3 separate regions of the Gossypium hirsutum genome follow, and all the other regions are linked to region 3. The links are chromatin contacts, called in public Hi-C maps. All regions are on one chromosome and are shown on one strand. Each heading gives the region's core, a stretch centred on a gene start, on an enhancer-like site or on the middle of the called end of the contact. The rest is flanking DNA. Distances are from core to core; before and after follow the strand shown. Region 1 holds the start of LOC107896829 (transmembrane protein 87B). Region 2 holds the start of LOC107896826 (vacuolar-sorting receptor 1). Region 3 holds the start of LOC107896832 (reticulon-like protein B8).

Region 1 (4,476 bases), core at 1,103-3,602, 140 kb before region 3:
TAGAGAGAGAATGAAGATTACATTGTTCAAATCAAAGAGAAGGATTTGGCTTGTTTAAATCTTTAAAAAAAACTAACCCTTAATTGTGCCATAATGGATGTATAGAATAAATACCCCATCTCAACTAGGTTTTAGTATTACCTCAAAACCGATCCAAGCAATAGAAAGCAACACAGACACAGCAAGCGCATTAGTGAACTTGCGGTATAACTCCAATTTTGCCAAGTTTCTCCTCATCTACACCCAAGAAATAGAAGAAATGGAAATAAATAGACCATTTTAAAAGTTGTTGCAATTTAGATAAGAGTACAGCTGATATGAATAACTTATTGTTTCAGTAAATTGACTTATTTATACAGACCCTACTGCCACCAGGAAATTTTTAGTAACTAAACACCCTACAAATACGGTAGCAAGGCTTAGTGAATTTTGATTTCTGATAGAGCGTCATGCCGCAGATACATATATTGCCTAGTCATGTCTATCAGTTTCTACATCTATCGCTATTGATCCCAAATAAGTACTGATAGTTTTAAGTGAAACGAGTCTTACCTGAAGTTTCTCCAAAGTTTTTGACAGTGATGAGAAAATCCATAGAATAAAACAAGCATCCAAAAACGCAACAGGTAGTACCAAAACTAACTTCGCTTTCCCAGAAAAGTCATTAATGTTCCCCAAGTGTTCTACTAGCTCAAGTGCCTCTGTCGCAATAAAATATATCAGACCAAGCAGAACTACTTTGGATGTTAAGCCACCAAGTGTTGGCCTCACTACACCAAAGCCCATGGAAACCACCAAAAGAAGAAGGCGAGATAAAGTTTTCTTAACAGAGCCAAATGTGACTGCCCACAACGTAATACCCATTGGTCTGGTCCCAGTTGAATTGAAATTAGAATATTCAAAGTACCAGACAGCCATCTCACACATTCCAAGTGCAATAACAAGGGTGATATGGTAGTGTAAATGGATGATATCCTTCCAGAACTGAACGAACCTTAGAAACCAGGCAAGACCAAGCACAAGGTAAGCCAAAGACATGAGACCATAAAATGTCATCAACGGAGCCATCTTCCCAGGTAAATAACCATTGGGGTTCTTCCAGACGGTCCTTCCTTTAATAAGAGTACCCTTGAGTTGGGGATCGCAGAACATAAAATAAAGGTAGTACATCCCGGTGCTGTTTATCTCAACTGTTTCAACATCCATTTTAGCTTCTTCATTGTCTCCTTGGAAAAAGGTCTTAATCCGTTTAGGCCACCCAAGGTTGTTCGGGTTATGTTGGATGATAACCTCACCTTGGTTGCAGGACCCCTGGTCCGCAAGTTGTTTGTCGCAGCAAATGGCATCGGATTTTAAAGAAGACCCTCCAATCCTTGCTCTATCTTTAACTTCAAGTATGATTGCTTCCACTAATCCCGTGTTCTGCTGCATTTGATGATGGCTTTTTGCAGTCTCTTTCGGTCTCACAAAGGTGACCGGATCAAAACTGAAAATACTCCAACATGTACAGTAACATCAACAACAATCACTACCAAATTTTGACAGACACTATGTATCTACCAAATTAAGCACATGGCCAATCAAATTGTTAACTAAACAGTAGCTAGGGTTTCGAAATGGAAAGGGCATCATCATACTATCGCGTGAAATGATGATGATTTTCAATGTGAATCAAAGTCCAAAAAAAATCAAAACCAACAGTAGAAGAATTAGAAAGAGTAAAAATAATTCTTCAAATGAAAGGAAAGGCAAAAGCAAAAGCAAAAGCAAAGATCAAGTAAAGGAAGAGTAAATATATATAAAAAAGTACCTGATGATGGACTTCCCCTTGAAAGATGGTTTGGTTTCAGAAGAAGCATCAGTGGTGGGTTCATGGAGCTTAGAAGCATAGAGACCTTCACTGCCTCCATGGAAAAAGAAAGCATCAGATTTTGGGCTAAAAGCTTCCATTCTATACTCATGAATGGAAGCATTAACATTTGAGAAGCAAAGAAACAAACCAAAACAAACAACAAACATGGGAATCTTAATCCTTCCCCATCGAAACTGTCTCTGCTTCATATCTTGCAGCATTTCTTTTTTGGTTGAGGGCGGGGATCGTCTGTTTTTTGTTGTTGTTGTTAGAGGTGTTGGGTACTGGGCGTTGTGTTCTGGAAATTGGTAAAGAAAGAGAGAGACAGATACCAGCAATACAGAAATGAGTCCTAACCGATGCAAAAGCAGTGAAGAAGCATAGACAGCGACTCAGCATCTTCTTTTTGTTACGTTACTATTTTTTATCCATCGGCCCAACACAAGACTGGGTTCCTGATAATGATGAAGATATTTCTCAGTTCGAGCATTCATCATCCCCACACTGGCCCTTTCTCAGTTGGGCTTCCGGAATTATAACATTTTTCTAGTTCTTCAAAGCCCTTCTAGAACACATTTCTATTGTTAGGTGGAGACTAACAAATTTAAATTTTACTTTATAATGTCAATATCACGAGTCAATTAAACACTAATTTAATTAGAGGAATTATGAAAATATTTTTTTGTAATTAAAATAAGTTATATTATTTGAAGCTATTTTGATCTTTTTATTTTATTTTATTAAAAACCCAACGAAAAAATTACATGTAATGGGATTTGAACCAATACTAATTACATCAATAAAACATTAACTTTACTGTTAAACCAGAACTTTTATTTTAATATAATACTTACATTTTAATTGCATTATGCATTCTTTATTACATCTATTAATTATATATTAAGGGTTTGTTTGCTTCATTGAAAATAATTTTCGAAAAATGATTTCTGGAAAATAATTTACTTTCCTCTAAAATTTAATATTTTCTGGTGTTTGGATGAATCTATGTAAAATATTTTCTGTTGTTTGACGGATTTCTTAAAAATATTTCATAAAATTTTTTTTAATGAAACAAACATACATTTGAGATTTTCTTATCTTTTTATTGTTTAATTTAATTTAATTTATATTTATAAATTTATATTTTACATTATTTTTGCATATATTAAAAATATTTTGTTAAATTCAAGTTCATTACAACGTCATTTTTTAGTTACATGACTACCAATTGAGTTTTTTTTATTTAAAAATGTGACATCAACAAAATTGACAAAAATAAATTTAACAATGTCAATAATTGGACTTGATTTTTCAATCTAAAAAGTAGAGGGATTAAATTTTTGAAAATAAAAATACAGAGACTAAATTGTAAATTTGTGAAGAGTACATAGACTTATAGCATATTTTAACCTTTATACTACAAAATATTTATTATTAATAAATTTATAATTGTAATAAATATTTGTTATTAAAATATTAATATTGATTATTTTTAATAATATGTGAAGAATATTATTTAAAATTATTATTTTTAAAATTTATTATTAAAATAAAATTTAAATGTTAAATAATTTATTAAAATAATAAATTATATTAATAATTTATTATATGACTAAATATAAATAATTAAATATGTATGTTTAATAATGTTGAAAAATATAATATTTTATATCAATATTTTAATAATTTTAAATATTTTTAAGCATAAAACAAAATTTATTATCAATATAATAATATTAAGCTTGATTTAAGTTAATTTTTATATAAAAGTAAAATTACCTATAGAGGATGTAACAACCCAAAATCCGTGGGCACTAGAAAAGTATGTTATCGGGCCTCCGTCTTAGTGAAATAAGTTCGAAAATAATTATTAAAAATATTTATGAGTCTAGTATTGTGTTTAATTAGGTTTTAATTAAGTAAATTTAGCTTAATTTAGAGTAATTAGTAAAAAGGATTAAATTGAATAAGAGTAAAAGTTTAATTATAGATTAAAGTAAGAGGAAATTAAACCATTTCCTATAGCTGAGGCGGTTTAACATAGAAAATATCAAAGATTTTATTGATTAAAAATATATATATATTTATTTAATAATTAAGTATATTATATTATATTATATTATATTATATTATTATATATAAAAGAAACAAATAAGTTAAAAGAATCAGAATGAAAGCAAACGAAACAGAGAAGAACAGGGGAGAAAGAAAGGAAAGAAGAAAGAAAAGGGGAAATAAGGTTTATGAAGCTTGGAGTTAATTGGTAAGCTCAATCAAGTCCTTTTCTCATAATTTTGATATTTTAGAAGTCTTAAAACAAGTTTTTGATGAAATTAAGTTGTTAGTTTGGAAGTTCTTAGGTTTTTAAACAAAGTTCATGTTGAATAAAATGATGAAATAGGGGTTTAATTGAACGAAATTCAAGTTAGAATAGATATAAGGATTGAATTGCAAAGTAAGCTATAAGTTTTGTGTTTTAGGGACTAGATTGAGGAAAATTCGGAATTAAGAAAATATGTTGAAAATTTAATAGTTAAATTTGAGTTTAAATGAAATTTGAATAGGAATAAGGTGTGAATTGGTGTTATAAATTTGGTTATTAACATTTTACATCAAAACAGTTT
Region 2 (4,215 bases), core at 1,347-3,846, 200 kb before region 3:
TTAAATGTTTCAAAGCAAACCACAAGAAGAAAATTCCTCTAAATTAAGCACAACAGATGATAACCTTCAGTTAAGCAAATTGCTGGCTCTGTGGTCTCTTGAAAACCTGCACAAATTGCCTTGAGAACAGCTCCTCTGTCCAACTTCCCTAAATCCATTAGAAAAGATGTTGTTACGAAGGTAATTCAAACAAGCAAATTGCTGGCAATGACAGTAAATTTTGATTCATACCTCTATACTGTCTGTTGTTTATCACAAGGGTTGGCAGTATAGTTACATCTCCACGGGAGCCTTTTCCAATCTAAAATAAGAATTACAGCATAAATGAGAAGCTCAATGGTAGGATTGCGCAAATTCTTTTTAACTTGTAAAGTTCAAGAATTGCCTCACCTGTGCATCTTGCTCAGCTTTCAGCACTGGGTTGTCCACATCAGCCTCAGTGTCTCCAATACATTTGTCTACTTTATTGAGATCAACACCTATAAAGCAGAGAATGGAAGACATACGATAAACATAAGTACACATGTCAAATGTAAAGACACAAACTTGCTTTTAACCCATAACAGATTACTTAAGTAATCAAACATTTCCAGGGGCAAATAAGAATTCTTTTGCTTTTCTAGATCCCAATAAAATCAGAGTTACATACATATATAATAAAAATACACATACAGGTAGGTGCACATGTAAATGTATATAAATTCATTAGCGCTACTACACAATCCTTTTTCTTCAACTTCGGTAAACAGGAAGAAAAAATTACTTATTGCTCATTTCCAGAAAGAAGGAACCAATTCAATGGTCGTATGCTCCATTTTTGAAGAAATAAAATCAATCAAAATGCAACACTAGCACCTTCAGAACAGTATAGCAGCAGCAATATTGTGCGACACATTTTAAGAATCATATATAATAGAGAGCATTGCAAGTAAAGCATTAACCTACCAAGGGCTTGGATAACTTTATCAGCACACTCCTTGTTATATTTCTTCTCTTTCATCGGGCAGCGGATAGCAAAGTCCGTAACATAATCCCACCAAAGCCATGGCTTTCCACTTTCATTGGCAACTTTGAACAAGCAAGCTTGGCGAAGATTTTGAACCACCACATCTTTACCATCATAACCTTTACTGAAGTCTTGCTCAGGATCTGGAGCACAGTACCTCCCATGATTGATACACTGTGACTTGCACTGTTTGCTCAAAATAAAAGCTTCAGGGCAATACCAAGTTATATAGTGGGGGGTGAACATAGTGTAGCCCTTCCGCTCAAGTATTTGAGCAGCTCCTTTGAAGTTCTTGACAAATTCTATCTGGCTGTCACACTTTGGCCCACACTCATCGTTGCTATTTGTCCAGAACTCATACTCAACCCGTTCATCAGGATGAGGAAGTGACTCCCTCCAGTCAAGATTCATATTAACCATCTCCCCACCGTTAAGGGCCTTCTTGAGGCTGTCCCCTAGTGATTTACTGATAAGGGCTGATGGAATGGTGATGTTCTGCAGGTATTCAGCATTAGCATTTTCTTCTTCAGGGGTATCCATGGTAATCAAGGGCTCATCCTTGCTGTCAGCAACAAGAATAGCAGCAGCTCCAGCTTTCTGAGCATTCCATGCCTTCAAGGTGAAGAAACAATCTGCCACAACAGCCAAGTTAAAGATGATAAGCACGTGCATTTAAAGCTCTTTGAGAAGAGCAAAAACTGAAAGCCAATTCAAATCCCTAAGAACTACCAAATTGAAACCAGAGGGCAATGCTAAATTTAACAAGTGTCAACTGCCAGCAAAATTAAGTAGGGTTACTAACATTTAATACCATAAATTACATAAATAGAAAGGCCAAATAAAAGCATAGTCCGATTCTTTTATTTCCAAAATCGGAGAATCTATGATAGATAAAAAATAAGAAATAGGAAGAAAAAAGAGGCAGACCTCCACGATCAACAAGGAGAAAAGTGGGTAATCCCCCAGGCTTTGATTTGAAAGAGATGTCAAAATCATCGAAGGACTTGCAAGCGCCTTGATTAGCTTTAGGATAAACAACAGTGCCAACCAAGGTACCCCCATACTGAGGAACCCCAAAATTCCCAATCGCACACTCATAAACCCCTTTGATTGATTCCGGCGAAGTCACCTTCAAGCTGTTCTTCTCCACCACAAACCTCCCCAAACAATTCCCCACTAACAAAACCCACATGCAAATTACAAACCAAGAATTTTCCCTCATCTTTCCAGGAGAAACTTTTTTTCTCTAATAATAACCCAAGATGGGGGAATCTTTCAATCAACAATAACTTAGTATCAAAGTCGCCTCTTTTCGCTGGTCAAGTTTCCCAATCCTTCTAGGGAGCTCAATTTTTTCCGTTTGGTTTGTGCTTTCGACACAGCAATGAGGCGTTTGCTTGGTCGTATAAAGAAAAACCCAGAAGTTTAAGAAGAAAGATTTGGAAGAAAGTTGTAAGCTTTTTCAAAGTAAAGAGAAAAAGAAGATTTGGAAGTGTTGTGGAAGTAAAGGAGCTGTAATGTAAACCGACTTTGATTTAAAAAAGGATACAAGAGGGGCTGCTTGGATAAATTAGATGAGTGAATGTGAAATTGGGTGATTTGCTATAATATTCCATTTTTATAATCATATTATTATTTCACCTACCATACTGATAAGACAAAACGTAGAAAGGGAAAGGGTAATGCATGAAATACATGTGTCTTATTCCCGATTGACTTTAACACGTCGATGCTCCGTTAATAACCCCACCCCATTCCTCGCATCCCTTTAAGATAATAAAAAAGATTGCTATTATGTACTATACCACTATACTAAATCTATATTTATATTATATATTTAATCAAATCTCAATTCAGTTTAATACTCAACAAATGTATTATTTTTTCTATAAACTCTAAAATATATATACATTACTTTGGTGAGTGTAGGTTTATAATAGTTTATTTAATTAAAACCTTCAAAAACAGAAAATACTTTTTTTACATTTGATTGAAGATAATATATTTGATCATGTTTGCTCAAAATTTTCTCTCTTTGTCACATGTATTTATTTCTTGAATATTTTTGTACTATTAATTTATTTTTAATTTACTTGTGTAAAATGATTTCTTATGCAAGTTTATATTAATTAAAATATGCTAGTTGCCAAATTTATTCAGAGTGTAGTATAATTATCACTTGTTTACATATTAAGAATATGACATAATTATCACTAAGAATATAATTTATAATTATATTGATACACTATTAATATTTATCAATTTCTACAATGTTAATATTTACAAATAAAGAACGTTGTTTATTTAAAATTTTAAAAATATTCTCTAATTAATTTCTATAATGAATATTTTAATTCCTTAGTAGTAGTATTTTATTTCAATAATTTCACTAGATAAAGGTTAAAGCATTATAAATAAATAAATACTTAACAATAAAATGTGGCATACCCTTATTTGTTATTTTACATATATCAACGTTCAACATTCAACATTCAATTATCAACTAAGTTTTACCAAACATTTTTAAATAAACCGTTAATAGAACCAGCTGGTCAAACCAGCCACTGCAATCAACAATTAGCTAACATTGCCTTTATAAATATATTTGTTACATAATTGTTTTCACTCATATCATGGGATGTGTCATCCATCAACTCATTTGTTAAAATTACAAGGAAAATATTATTTTTATAAATTGATAAATATTATTTTGAGAATACTTTTGTCTTTTTATATTTTTATATAAACTTTAAAAAACTACATACATATATGAGATTTGAACCCAAAATATCATTATAGTTTTCATTCTTTTATTTTATTTTAATGAAGGAAGATGTACACCACACCTAAAACAATAGGCTAACACAATCGACATGCGCACTCTATGTAACACTCTTAACCCGTATCCGTCGCTGGATTAGGGTTAAAGGCATTACCGAACAAATCGAAACAATTTGCAAACAATTCAATATCAACATCCACAAACATAGTCAAACATCATTATAGAGTCCCTTATATAGGTCAACGAGACCTTAATCATGCTTTAGAAAAGGGGTCGGGACTAAACCGAGCTCATACAAAAATTTTTGAAACTAAAACAATTTTCAAAGTCACAGAGGTCACATGCCCGTGTGAACAGGCTGTGTGCCTCACACGGCATTAGACACGTCCATGTGTCTAGACCGTGTCAAATCAGGGCATACATATTG
Region 3 (4,037 bases), core at 794-3,293:
AGTTGCATGCACTAGTAAAATGTTAGTAAGGGCCATTTACTGACATATTTCACTTTAATAATTTTCAACACTAACAATCGATTACAACCAAATAAATAAGGAAGTAATTTGAGAACCAAATTAAGAAAGAGTGAAGAATGCCGCAATAAATAAAATGCATAAAGAAATTGATCATAACATTTCTTCCTCCTGCATTAACGATACTTAAGAGTTTGCTGAATGTTTCTACAAATATATGGCGGAAACTTTTAAAGGCATATGGATCAACAGGGAACATTTAATTTGCAAGCATATGTCGTTAAGGGAAGAGTGATAGGAAAATATTGAGAGCCTACCACAAGAAATTGTTTCAAGTTTCCCTGACATGCAACATCCTGCAGATATTGTAAGCCTCTGTTCACCTCAGCACCAACTGACCTCCCAATGCTAACAAATAATTCATCGGGCAAAACAAGTCGTGGCACTTGAGAAGATGACCTGTTTCCATGAAGTAATTTACTATAAAAGTTATGCGATCCTATCAGCAGCACACATGGTACCAAAACCTTGAAGAGCAACAAATAATAAAAAATAAAAGCAGCACATAAGCATATGCCTATTTGTGTTACCTGTTAAGTAAACCCGAGGCATTTGACCAAACAAACTGAGCAAGCATGCCAAGAACCAAAGCAAAGCATAGAAGAGTCAGGAAATGGTAATTAAGCCATTCAAATAGAACCCATATTAAAGTTGCACTAGCTAAAAAACTGGCTGAGATCTTCTTGTTCCTCCATAACAAAACATCAGCAGCTGCACAATTTACAGTAACAACATTGATCAACGCAGGTGGTTTTTAGCAATTTCAAGACAAGAGTTGAAAGTCGTACATTTTCCACCCCCCAAAATATGGTGGACCGGCCTCTGACGTCCAAAAAGCCGATTGAAGCCAGAGACAACTGAGTTTGATTTCTCTTCCTCAAAAAAGGACACGGATTTCTGCTTAGAGACACCATCTGCAATGGTCTCTACTAGATTGTTAAATAAGTCCTCTGTTGTTATTTTCTCAGGCATTATTCTTGTGCTTCAAGAAAACAGACAAATTTATTCTCCTGGAATAAACAGAACAGCCCTGAAATCTCATCAAAATATTAACACCTAACAAATAATTTGAAGTTCACTTTTAATATTATATTTTGCAATATTTATGGAAAAAAAATTCAAAAATGGAGTCTTGATGCTTAACCTTATAGCCCCACACACAGAAAAAAAAAAAGTTCCGTTTGCTTTGGCTTCTCAGTAGACACATATAACAACTCAACTGAAATATAAGAAACAATTTCAAGTAATTTGGCGTAGCTAGATGAACCCAGTATCATAACCACCATGAGACGCTCATAAGAGCAAATCTTTTGCAAGAAAGCCTATGGTTGCCATTTGCTAAAGATAATATCAAAGCAGATTCTTGTTCTTACTAATGCTTTAACATCACATGTAACCCTTTTAGAGAAACATTCGAACTGTGTTTTCGTACATGAACTTCATCCAAAAACAAAAAGAAAAGAAAAAGTAGCAGAAATAAAGCAAACAAAAAATTAGTATCTTCAAAGTAGCGGTAATTTGCTACTGCAATTTAAGAAAAAAAAAGAATCGTCGGAAATATCGAAATTCAAGAAAGACAAAGCAGCCAAGGTAAGGACTCGAGCAAACAAGATAAACCTCAGAACCAAACAAAACGAACAACTTGAAATAAATAAAACCCAGATTTTTAAATTAAGAACTTTAGTAGAATCAAATATAAGAAAAGGAAAAAAATCATGATCAAAGAACTGCAATTTCTGTAGAAAATATCATCAATTGTAAAAGAAGAAGAAAAAGGAAGATGCAAAAGGGCACAAACCAGAGAGAGAGCGAGAGAGAGATGTTGATGATACGTTTGAGGCTAGTGGGTGATACTGACAAGCAAGAAATGAATGGGGACTGGAGGAATCAAATATAAATTATGTCCACGTTTCTCTTGTACGTTAACCTTAGTATCACATTCACTGCGAACAAAAAGATATAGGTTAAAATCTGCTATTAGTCCTTGTACTTATCTAGAAATTGAGATTTAGTTTTTTACTTTAATTATTAAAAGAATTCAATCCACCTATTTTTTTAAATTTAATAATCTTAATAATTCTAGTTGTTTGTAATTTCTATCAAAATTTATCAACATAAACCTGTTCATTTTTTGTATATCACCTAAACATCATTTGAGGATAGTCTAGTCAATATGTCAAGTTGATAAATTTTGATGAAAATATTAAAATTATTAATGATTAAAATGATATTTTAGGATTTAATTTTTATCTTTTTAATTATAGGGATTAAATTTTAAATTTTAGATAAATACAGGGACTAAAGTTTAGAATTTAACCAAAAATATATATCACATTCACTAAGTCCCAAAAGGAAACCCAAAAAGACAACTTTTCCAAATAAAAAATTTAAATGTTAAATTAAAAGTGTTTTAACTTTAAAATGCTATTTTCGTGATGGCGTCATAAATAGTGGAATGGTAGGTAGAGTTTATTTTGGTTCAAAAATGGCAGGCAGATAAATGCAATAATATATTTTTATATTTATAGTATATTGATTAAATTAGGGTCAAATTTGATGAAAAGGCCAAGAAAAATTACAGAAATGGGTTAGGTTGTCTAAAATTTACAGAAATAAGTTAATTTTAGAGAGAAAAGATGAAAATATGTTCTGTTGTACAAATTTTTTAATTTTTTAACACATCAGTTTCTTTAGTTAGATAGTCAAATATTAGTAGTTTTATTATTGAGTTTTGGGTTTGATTTTTCTCCTACTTAGATTTGTATTTTTATTTCATGTTGTTTCAAGCTTAGTTTTTATTTTTAATATATTAGTTTTTCTGGTTAAATGGTAAAAGAATAATAATTTTATCCTTGAGTTTTAAGTTCGATTCCTTTTTCAAGCATATTTGTATTTTTTTTATTTCATGTTGTTTTAATTTTTTTTATTTTTAATTAATATCTTTAATTAATAAAGATATCGTTTTCAAGTTTTTTTTTAATTCATCTTTTTAATTAATACCTTTTTTATTTATAAAATAATATAATTATTACAAATTATATAATAAAAATATATTTTTGATATTTATCATTATGTTAAATATATTTTATTTTTTAAAAACATCAACTAATTTCTTTTATATATTTTTCTTTATATATAATATTTATATGTCAAATATTTAACTTTTCCACCTATATTTTAGGTACGGTGGTTTCTAATATTATAACATCAAATAATTATTTCAAATATCATTATTATTTTTTCAACTATATTATGATAATGATATCTCAAATATTTTTATATATGAAATATTCTAAATACACATACAAAAACATATAATATTAAAATTTACTACACTCATAATATGAATTGAAAAATAAATATTACACATACTAAAAATTTATATTTACTAAAAATAATGATATTTGGGGATAATTACTTGATTTTATAAATAAAAGAGTTATTAATTAAAAAATGAATTAAAAAAACTTAAAAATAATATATTTATTAATTAAAAATAAAAAAAGTTTGAAACAACATGAAATGAAAAATAGAAATGTGCTTAGAAAAATAATCAAACTTAGGACTTAAGATAAAATCATTATTATTTAACCAAGGAAACTAATGTGCTAAAAATAGTAATTAAAAATAAAAGCAAAGCTTGAAACAAGCTAAAATAAAAATACAAATATAAATAGGAGAGAAATCGAACCTCAGATTGAAGGGCAAAACCATTAACATTAAATCATCTTACTAAAGAAACTGATGTATTAAAAGAATCAAAAAAACACAATTTGTAACACACTTTTTAGCATAAAGCATTTCTTCCATGACGCGTTTTCTATTTATTTCTCTAAAATCAATTTATTTTTTTAAATATCTAAAAAAAACCATACGTCTTCCTAAATATTTTTTAACATCGACATTTTCTCTAAAGAAACCCCCTAAAAAAACTTTTCAAATAAAAAATTTAAATGTTA

Evidence for each region. A called contact is a pair of places that touch in the nucleus more often than the background predicts.
Region 1: a Hi-C map of leaf shows a contact between it and region 3, with 2.8 times the contacts expected there. The contact joins the promoter of LOC107896829 here to the promoter of LOC107896832 in region 3. A contact is called at or near these places in 5 of 34 Hi-C or Micro-C datasets (hypocotyl and leaf).
Region 2: a Hi-C map of hypocotyl shows a contact between it and region 3, with 2.7 times the contacts expected there. The contact joins the promoter of LOC107896826 here to the promoter of LOC107896832 in region 3. A contact is called at or near these places in 4 of 34 Hi-C or Micro-C datasets (hypocotyl, leaf and petal).

What each region holds. Positions count from the first base shown.
Region 1 is chrA10:87,884,361-87,888,836 of Gossypium_hirsutum_v2.1, forward strand. LOC107896829 (transmembrane protein 87B) reads right to left here and starts at 2,353. Exons shown (of 5, transcript XM_016822116.2): 1 at 1,811-2,353; 2 at 553-1,486; 3 at 142-237. The coding sequence starts at 2,073.
Region 2 is chrA10:87,818,953-87,823,167 of Gossypium_hirsutum_v2.1, forward strand. It overlaps LOC107896826 (vacuolar-sorting receptor 1), which reads right to left and starts at 2,597. Exons shown (of 11, transcript XM_041078911.1): 1 at 1,934-2,597; 2 at 946-1,638; 3 at 391-479; 4 at 232-301; 5 at 65-148. The coding sequence starts at 2,228.
Region 3 is chrA10:88,019,770-88,023,806 of Gossypium_hirsutum_v2.1, forward strand. It overlaps LOC107896832 (reticulon-like protein B8), which reads right to left and starts at 2,044. Exons shown (of 6, transcript XM_016822118.2): 1 at 1,877-2,044; 2 at 867-1,088; 3 at 609-789; 4 at 336-477. The coding sequence starts at 1,050.